Regions from separate parts of the Mus musculus genome. Here region 2 is linked to region 1. A link is a contact called in public HiChIP or PLAC-seq data. All regions are on one chromosome and are shown on one strand. Each heading gives the region's core, a stretch centred on a gene start, on an enhancer-like site or on the middle of the called end of the contact. The rest is flanking DNA. Distances are from core to core; before and after follow the strand shown. Region 1 has its middle 18 kb from the start of Nap1l1. Region 2 holds the start of Krr1 (KRR1, small subunit (SSU) processome component, homolog (yeast)).

What was found. HiChIP or PLAC-seq counts read pairs in DNA pulled down with a chosen protein or histone mark.
Region 2: a contact with region 1 is called in an H3K4me3 HiChIP or PLAC-seq map of bone marrow-derived macrophages, with 3 times the contacts expected there. The contact joins the promoter of Krr1 here to the enhancer-like site in region 1. A contact is called at or near these places in 12 of 39 promoter capture datasets (the C10 cell line, the HPC-7 cell line, cranial neural crest and 7 more), 1 of 484 Hi-C or Micro-C datasets (B cells), 4 of 115 datasets of contacts at active chromatin or transcription factors (bone marrow-derived macrophages, embryonic forebrain, embryonic hindbrain and 1 more) and 2 of 9 other capture datasets (adipose tissue and liver).

The regions. Positions count from the first base shown.
Region 1 is chr10:111,452,812-111,457,421 of GRCm38.p6, forward strand. No RefSeq gene overlaps it. Among named protein-coding and RNA genes, the nearest start is that of Nap1l1, 18 kb to the right of the region's middle. Within about 2 kb of position 2,305, at least 8 of the 459 cell types and tissues checked have an H3K27ac peak or open chromatin away from gene starts, as enhancers often do. A contact at or near this core is called in bone marrow-derived macrophages, where this site is marked.
Region 2 is chr10:111,969,449-111,974,166 of GRCm38.p6, forward strand. Krr1 (KRR1, small subunit (SSU) processome component, homolog (yeast)) reads left to right here and starts at 3,247. Exons shown (of 10, transcript NM_178610.4): 1 at 3,247-3,426. The coding sequence starts at 3,345.

The DNA.
Region 1 (4,610 bases), core at 1,055-3,554:
TCAATAATAACACAATTTACAAGATGCCAATACAATAATTTCAGAGTCAAATGAAAATGATAAAGCTTTAACACAATTATTCTAAGCTTTTGTTAACACCATTTCGGCCTCCATTCTGGTTCTCTCCTTCTCCTCAGACCTCTCTCTCTATCTCAACTCCTCGCTCTGTCTCCCATCTCCTGTCCAATCACAAGCCTCTCACTGACATAATGGGATTGGACAGGGAAAATCCTGCCACGGGTGCCTTCTTTTTCATTCATTCTCTGCAATTCTTTCCTGGAATTGTCACTTTACATAGTTATCCCTGGCCATGATCCAGTACCGGAGGATACCAGGATAAATCCTCCTATTCCAACATTGTGTGATCCCCCAACTCTACATACTGTTCACTGGGAAATGCTCAAGTGCAGCCACAGCGGATCCTAGGAAACAGTGTAATATCACGTCTCACGAGCAGGGGACATTTTTAACATCTAAGATTCACCGGTGCTTAAAGGGCAAGGATAAAAGCAAGCAAACAAACAAACAAGCAAACAAAACCCAAACCAGGGGCTGGTGAGATGGCTCAGCGGTTAAGAGCACTGACTGCTCTTCTGAAAGTCCTGAGTTCAAATTCCAGCAACCACATGGTGGCTCACAACCACCCATAACAAGATCTGACACCCTCTTCTGGAGTGTCTGAGACCGCTACAGTGTACTTACATATAATAAACAAACCTTTAAAAAAAAAAAAGCTGGGCATGGTGGCACACGCCTTTAATCTCAGCACTCGGGAGGCAGAGGCAGGTGGATTTCTGAGTTCGAGGCCAGCCTGGTCTACAAAGTGAGTTCCAGGACAGCCAGGGCTATACAGAGAAACCCGGTCTAAAAGAAAGAAAGAAAGAAAGAAAGGAAAGAAGGAAGGAAGGAAGGAAGGAAGGAAGGAAGGAAGGAAGGAAGAAAGAAAGAAAGAAAGAAAGAAAGAAAGAAAGAAAGAAAGAAAGAAAGAAAGAGAGAAAGAAAGAAAGAAACTCAACCCAAACCAAACCAAAAGATCCTTCTTCCCTGGCTCATGGGCCTCTGTTGAGGTGGCCCTGGGGACCAGTTAGGATTTTCATATTGATCAATCAATGATTGATTGATTGATTGATTGATAACTCACTATGTAGATGAGGCTGGCTTCAGATCCTGGTATCCTCCTGAGCCTCGCAAGTGCTGGGATTGAAGGTGTGTGCCACCATGGTCAGCTCTTTCCCAACTCTTGAGACACTTCTTTTCAAGTTACTGGGTCCATTGTAATAGGACCAATCTTCCCTACGTGCTGAAGTGTGTGTGTGTGTGTGTGTGTGTGTTCCTGAGTTGTATTCTGTGTTGTGTTACTGCTGACAATCACTTCCATGCTCTCCAGAATTTTTACATTCTATCAGGTAGGACCAGAGAGGCGTTCAGCCAGAGATCAGAACTCCCTGCTCTGAGCATGCATCCTCTCTGCTCCAGCACTGCCCTGACCAGGGTCCTATCCCCAGAGACTCATCTTCTAAAGTCTCTTCCTTCTGGCCTCAACACTTCCAAACTGCCGTGGTCTCGATGGAGTTGATCTCCAGCATTAAGAAGGAGCTTTCCATACAGCTTTTATTTCCAAGGAGATGCCCCCTAAATCAGATGCAGTTCTGCTGACATTTCAGGCTGACAGATCTAACAGTGAAGGGCAGGCATGGGAGGGAGGCTCCTGGTAACTGAGCAGAAGGGTTGGTCCATTCTACCTTAGGTTGCTGGAGGCCATACTTCAAAGCTGCTTTGATTCTTGCGTCAACTCCTTCTTCACTTCTGAACACAAGAGGAACACCGGGGATAAAGACCGGTGCAGATACATTGGCACACAGCTCCTCTGATATGCTACAGATCATAAGGAGGGGCAGTAAAGGCTTCGTCTGTTTTCTGTTGCTCTAACAGAGTCCCTAAGACCAAGTAGTGTATAAAGAAAAGACATTTATTTCACTTATACATGTGGAGCCTAGGATGTCCAAGAAGACGGATCCAGCGTTTGCTCAGACCTGGGATGAGTCTTCTTGCTGCGTTGTGATAGGATGATGGATCACGTGGTGATATTGGAGAAGGATGGCCCCCTGCTTTATAGCAGCCTTTAACTACTTATACATCTTCAGGAGGGGAGATGCTTTATGAGGTCGTCTCCCCTTTTCCCCTCCCCCACAAGGAAATATTGCCAGCAGGTCCGATTACATGTCTTAGATAAGTATTCAATAAGCTTTTGAGAGTCCTGGGATGCCACAGCCCTGTCATATCTAGAAGAAAGTATTTCCCAACCTCCATCTTCTTCCTCTTTTAAAGCCACTAATGCTGCTGCTCTGTGACCTTACCTCATTATCTTCTAGAAGTCTCACCCCCCAAGAAAAAAGCCATTAGGATAAGAAATTAAAGCTCAAATTGCCTGCATCTGAACTTGAGGGAGACAGGTCTCCCGTGTGGTCCAGATTCTTGCTCTGAGTTGCCAATGCCTGTGTCTGCTGATTTCTGGCTGACCCATAGGAAAATCAACCTCCGTTTATGTCACTGGAGGAAAATTCAACATTGAATATGAAGTCTTCAGACTGATTTCTGCCAATTCTGATTTGAAGGCTAGGACTACCCTAATGGTTTTCATTCCTCTGTCCAGGACAATGGCCGAGAGCCTTCAGACACAGGAAGTGTTAGTTTTTCTTGGTTGTCTCCTCGTGCAACTTCCCAGTGTAAGAACTAACCATCTCACAAAGGCATGATTTTTTACTTGTTAATCTTCTGAACAGAAAGCCTAGAACCTATTCATCTTTGTCGTCTCTGAATTATACAGACGCCAGAAAAAAAAAAGACATTATTTCCATTATCATTATACTAAAACTGATTTGTATGTTTCCATGAGAACTCTTAAAAATTAGAATTCTGCTAGAAGAAAATCCAGTCAGATTATTAGGTATCCCATGATAAATATAGGAGATACTTATACCTCTTATTTATTTTTACACTGTTTTCTCATGTACTTATATAACATTATATGCAATGAACTATCAGTGCTGGATAAATCTACAATTTGCACATTAAGCCAGGACTATCACCCAGCAAGATAACACCGCTGATTTACCCTGTAGGACTCTTGTCAACAGTGTAATTCTCTTCCACGCCTCCCTCTGAATCAGCTCAGGAACTCTGCCGTGTCCAACATTCAGCCTTATAATAAAATAATCACACCATTGAACAAACAAATGGTATCACCAGGCACCTGAGATAAGTTTGTTGGAATAGCCAAGCAGTAAATTTGGCTATTTCTTGGCAGCTACTGATCAAGGCAAGCCCTACAGGTTGCCGACGTCTGTTCTACCTACTAACAGTACGCACTAGAAGAGGCGGTTTTCCTCGTGCTCAACCCCACGAGGCAATAGTAGAACTGACCACAACTGTGGTTTTATAGAACCAAATACTATCCAAACGAATTACTTTATGGACTTTCCCTAAAAGTGTAAGTGGCACTTTCCCACGAGGATGTCTCTGAAGGTCATATAGTGTCTGCATATGCTATAGCAATCAAGTGATTCAATGTGTATTTTGGCATTTGATTGCTTAAGCCACTGTCAGGAAGATATGGGCTTCAACTTCTGTTGTACCCGTTGCAGGCTTTGAGCTGGGCATTTTACTCTGTCTGAACCTTGGCTTCCCGTAGCTCTGAAACGTGATGGTTTTACTCCTTCCTTGTAAACCGGTGTGAATTAAACTTGATAACTTCTGAGATTCTCTAGAGCAGTGGTTCTCCACTGTGGGTCAAGACCTCTTTAGGTCGCATATCAGATATCCTGCATACCAGATATTTACATTATGATTCCTAACAGTGGCAAAATTAATTATGAGGATGCTGAGCCTATGTGCTTAACCTTCTGGCTTTAAAGAAGCAACCGAGGTGGTCCTGCCGAGGTACAAGTGTGATGAAGCAGAACGCAGGAATGATGCTGGACGTGTAGGGCCTCAGGACTTATAAACTCCTTCCTGGGCACCTCTTTCTGTAAGGCAAGACCACTCACCGTTGCTTCTGATAGGCCTTCTGGATAGCACAGCCCCATCTCTAATGTAATGGCTTGAGTGTCTCAACTTTTAACATCTCTTCGTAATTTTTTAACCCCACTACATGCTTCACAGATCTCAAAACATTTGTCAAATATGCCATAATCGTCTGTGGCAAAGACATATTTCTCATGGGCTTCTATGATGTACAACACATGAGCAGGGTGATGTGTGCTATGAGGTGGGTGTGTGGGCTGACAGCACCCCAAAGTAGTCTATGACTTAATATGTGCCCATGGCCAGCAGGTCCCCTGGATATGCGGACTGAATCCAGTTCTGCCGAAGCAGCAAGTGCTCTTAGCCACTGCGTCATCTCTCCAGCCTCTACATCTGTTACTTCTTAAGATAACTTTGCTATAAAAACCCAGAGGACCACCAACAGCATAGAGGAATGTTGTCCTTCTGGTTTCTTAAGGCATGGGAACACTGATTCTGCTCATTAAATGAAGTGATTCTATAACATGGACTTAATTCCCATCTGCAGTTTTAAAATGTTCCTGAATGTTGTAGAGTACAGAGAAAGA
Region 2 (4,718 bases), core at 1,997-4,496, 520 kb after region 1:
TGAAACCTACAGTTGGGGGTTGGATCTATTGAACATGAATTGTCAAAGAGTAAATAAGAGACTTTTGAAAAGAAGACCAGCAGAGTAAAGAACAGCTATCTGGCAATGTGCTTTTGATATAGGTTCTTCCTACACTGACAGAAACTGACTCTGCATGGCATGCTTGGTTGAGATTAAGGCATTTGCTAGCCCTTCATTTTGGAATCCTACAAATCCCAAACCATAGAGATACAGACCAGTGTTTCTCATCTTGCAGCTACTGAGATTTTAATTTAAATAGTTATTTGTCTATGGGCGTGCAAATTCTTGGGCCTTTCCCAAGTACTCGGTAAACTGGGCCGATAATTGAATACAATTTCTTCCTTTTATGTACTTGCTTCTCTTTGTACTTTCCCTGGGAGATTAATGGGACAGATGTGAACGCTTGCTTTATACTGCTAGATTGTTTTGCAAAATGCCAGCAATTGTGTACATTTCCACTGGAAGTGTTTGTAAATAGTCTCTTCTACCAGAATTAATTCTCTCTGTCTTCTCTCTTCTTGCTAATCTGGTAGGCAAGAAGTGATTTTTTTTTTTATTGTGAAGTCTGAACACTTTGTAGCAGGAGTGAGGCTAAGAATCATACATGAAAAAGCCACTCACCTAATAATGGTTATGGTAAGATGGCGGCTGATCCTGGGAAAGCCACATGGAATTCACACTTGAGGGTTTATTGCTGCAGAATCTGTTCTTGCTGGAGAGTAGTTGGTTTTCTTTTTCTGTTCAATCTTCAACTTGTGTGAGCCCTACACACTGCTATAAATGTAAACTTCATCCAAAGATACACTTATAGAAACATGTAGAATAGTATATGACTAAATATATGGGCACTTTGGCCCAGTTAAGTTGCCCATTAATAATTTTTCTGTTGGTCTATACTGTTTTCCCTTTCCTTCCTTCCTTCCTTCCTTCCTTCCTTCCTTCCTTCCTTCCTTCCTTCCTTCTTCCCTCCCTCCCTCTCTCTCTCTCTTTTCTTTCTTTCTTTTTTTTTTTTTTTGAGACATGGTTTCTATGTATATCCCTGGCTGTTCTGGAACTCACTGTGTAAACCAGGCTGGCCTTGAACTCAGAAATCCGCTTGCCTCTGCCTCTCAAGTGCTGGGATTTAAGGCATGCGCCACCACTGCCCGGCCTGTTTTCCTTTTCAAACCAGTAGTACTAGTCAAATCAGTGTGTTGCAAATATTTTCTCAGATTTTATATCCTTTAATTTTGTTAAGTGATTTCTTAAGACATTGGCTTCCTATGAGTGCTTGTTTGGTGTTTTTGAAACAGGCTGAGCTGAAGGTCATTATGTAGATCAGGTTGGCCTCAGATTTGAGGCACTCCTCCTGCCTCAACCTGTCAAGTACTGGGACTGTTGACTACTGTAGTCAGCAGAGCATTTTACCTTTTATTTTCATTCTTTACATACATTATATTCCAACCAGTTTCCCCTACCTCCACCCCTCCTAGTCCCCTCTCTCTTCTTCCCCAGATCCACTCCTCCTCTGTTTCTCTTAAAACAAACAAATGAAAAGCCTCCCAGGGATATCAACCGAACACAGCACAACAAATTACAATAAAGTCCCATAGCCTCTTCCCTTTTAAATTATTGATTTAAATACTTTATGATCAATGAGTAACAGACTCATTAAAATCTAGATGAAATTTATTCAGAACATGTGGGTGCCCCCCAACCTGATAGTTGTGTTGAATTTCCCATCTTCTCATCTTGATTTTAGAAGACTTTTTAGTATTTATTGAAATACTATTATGCTGTCAACTTAAAAAAAATAACAAGGGCTTGGAAGAAGTTGAAGTGAGGCCAACAGCCTCTTTCCAGTGAAAGGAACCCAGACCCACACACCCATGTGTGAAAAGCACTCTTTGAAAGAAGCTCGAAGCTCATAACCATTCAAACATAATACTAACTACATTTGATTCTCAAAGAGACTGGAATGGGTGCACCATTATGAGGCATCAGTTTGCATACAGAGAATTTCCCTTAAAATTTGTTCAAAACATAGTCGAATCCAGTGGTTACCAACCTTCCTAATGCTGCAACTCTTCAGTATAGTTCTGCATGTTTCTGTGATCCCTGAACCACAAAATCATTTCGTTATTACGTCCAACTTTGCTACTGTTATGAATTATAATGTCTATATACATGTGCGTTCTGATGGTCTTAGACGACCCCTGTGAAAGGTAGTTTGACCCTCTAAGGAGTCACAATCCACAGGTTGAAAACCACCGATCTAAGCACCTGAAGTATTGTTCTCAGTTTTACTAGGCATATGCGGGTACTCCTCTTTCCTTTATCTGGCTTATTGACCCATGTGCTTATTAAATATTTCCTGGAGGTTGGGGAGAGCATGGTCCAGAAGGAGAGGTCCTAGTGTGTTTTCAGACCCTGGTTACATCTCTTCACATCTTAGCATCTAATTTAGTGAATATATTTTTGTGCTAATATTTTTTTGCTGTTTTTACTGACTATATTCTAAGCCTTTTAAAGCTATGATGTAAGAATAATAAACAATAAAGTTTTGGTAATAGCTCCCTCCAGCCCCCACCAAAAAACCCCAAACATTTGAATGCTGAAGACCGGTGTGGTGGTACACACCTTTAATCCCAGATTCTGGAGTCATAAGCAGGAAGATCACTATGACGTTGAGGCCAGCCAGGTCTACATAGCATGTTCCAGGCTAGTGAAGGATACACAGTGGCCTCGATTCATAAACCCAAAATAAACAAAACAAGCAAGCAAACAAATAAATAAAAATAGAACAGAAAAGTCTTTTAAAACCAATCTGGAAGTTGAGAGATTTAAAATGCAAAACTCATGGTAGGTTTTCAAATGGGCTAAAGAGTGGTAGCAAAGTTTGGGTAGATTTTTGATACAATTCGCCATTTTCATTAGATTTCTAATCCCCCTCAAATAAGAATTTTAATAATTTCCCCTCCCTTCTCTCCCTCACCCTCACCCACCTCTCTTCTCTCTCCTCTCCTTCGCTCCCTTTCTCTCCCTTTCCTTCCCTTCCCCTCTCAAAAAAGAAGTTCCCACAGGGCTATACAAGTAGCTACAATTTAGAGCTTGATACAAGAAAACTACCATTCCCAGCGTGCAACACCGAGGTTGCAATGCATCCTGGGAAGGAAGTGTCACGCTCCCCCCCGTCCCCGCCCCATCGGCTTCCTGTTCGTCAGAGCAGAGACCACGCAGGTCTCATAGGGATTATCCGGAACTCGTTTTGCCTTTTACACATTGTAGCCGGCGGGATCTTAAAGAACAGTTCCACTTCCGGGGCCGCCGGAAGCAGTTTTGCGATGGCAACTTCTGCGGAGGCGCCTGCCAAAGAAGCTCAAAAACGTGACTCTCAGCCGCAGAAACAGAAGCGTGAGACCCAAGGTGAGGCAGTGCGAGACCCGAAGCCCGGAGCTGGCGGATCTCGAAGCATCTTTGTCTCTTTCTTTGGCCGCGCACTTGGGTTGAGCCTCTTTTAGGCTGTGCAGTGCCTGCGGTAGCCGGGGTAGCCGAGGGTTGCGGGTGTTGATGGCTGCGCCGGCCACGTGCAGCTAACGCAGTGTTTTTGCCAGCGACCGTCCCTGGCAAGTGTACCCGATGCGCCTTCTGTCCCCGGTAAAAGTGTGAGGACTCAGAGATTGTGGAAGGCGCGGCAGTTCTGCCTTGAGCTTTGGGGAGGGGAGGTTGAGAGGATGCGGATCAGGATCAGGTGGGAGAATCTTCGTGTCCTGCGAGCGCCGATGGTGATGAGGGAGGCGGACGGGGAAAGGTGGGGACGGAGCTCAATGGGAAGTTTTGTCAGAACTTTTATCTGATTATTAAGTTGCTAAATGACACAGCTCTCAGTCTTTAGCTCTAACCCCTAGTTTGATTTTTGGCTGCTCTAGTTTGATTGCTTCTTTCCGTTTTGATGAGAGTTTGGTTTTTACCTACCTTCAATTTAAAAAGAAAAATTTTTTTCTTTTAAAAACTAAGTACGTAAAATACGGCAGGGACTATAGACACCGGTAAAAGCTTCAAACCAACGCTTGAGGAATTGACAGGATGAGTAGACCATCTTCCTCAAGTTATCCATGTGCCAATCACAGATGCTATATAGCTTCCTTTCTGGTACCCGGAGTAATTCGTTCGAGCTTTCTGTCACCTATCTACAGCTATTATGATTTTTAACAAAACGCTTCGATTTTTGTCTCCTTTTGAATCATAGGAGAATGAATGGAGCTGTGTACTCTATGTATGTTGTCTGTGTCTTTAGCTTCTGATTCTTTACGATGCTGTGTAATATTTAAATTCCGTCGTTGGCGGACATTTGAGCTCTGCCTTCAGCTTGCTCTTGTAAGCACCTTTGTGCATGTCTTCTGGTAATGCCTCAGGGTCTCTGTAGGAATTTAGGATTGGAAACTCAATTGCAGGGTATCTTCAAGTTATGCTAATGCTACCGGAAGGAGCTGTGCCAGGTTTTTTTCTGTTTTAGGAAAGGTTTGTTTACGTTCAAAGCGTGAGGGTATAGTCAACCATGGAGGGGAAACTGGGCCAGCACAACTCTAATAGTTGAGATTGCTCATCGATCTAAATTTACAGTGATTTTTTTTGTTGTTGTTGTGTTTTGATTTTGAGGTCCTGGATGTACTTATATAGCTAGACTTTCACCCTAACCTAATAAGCAAGTGATATTC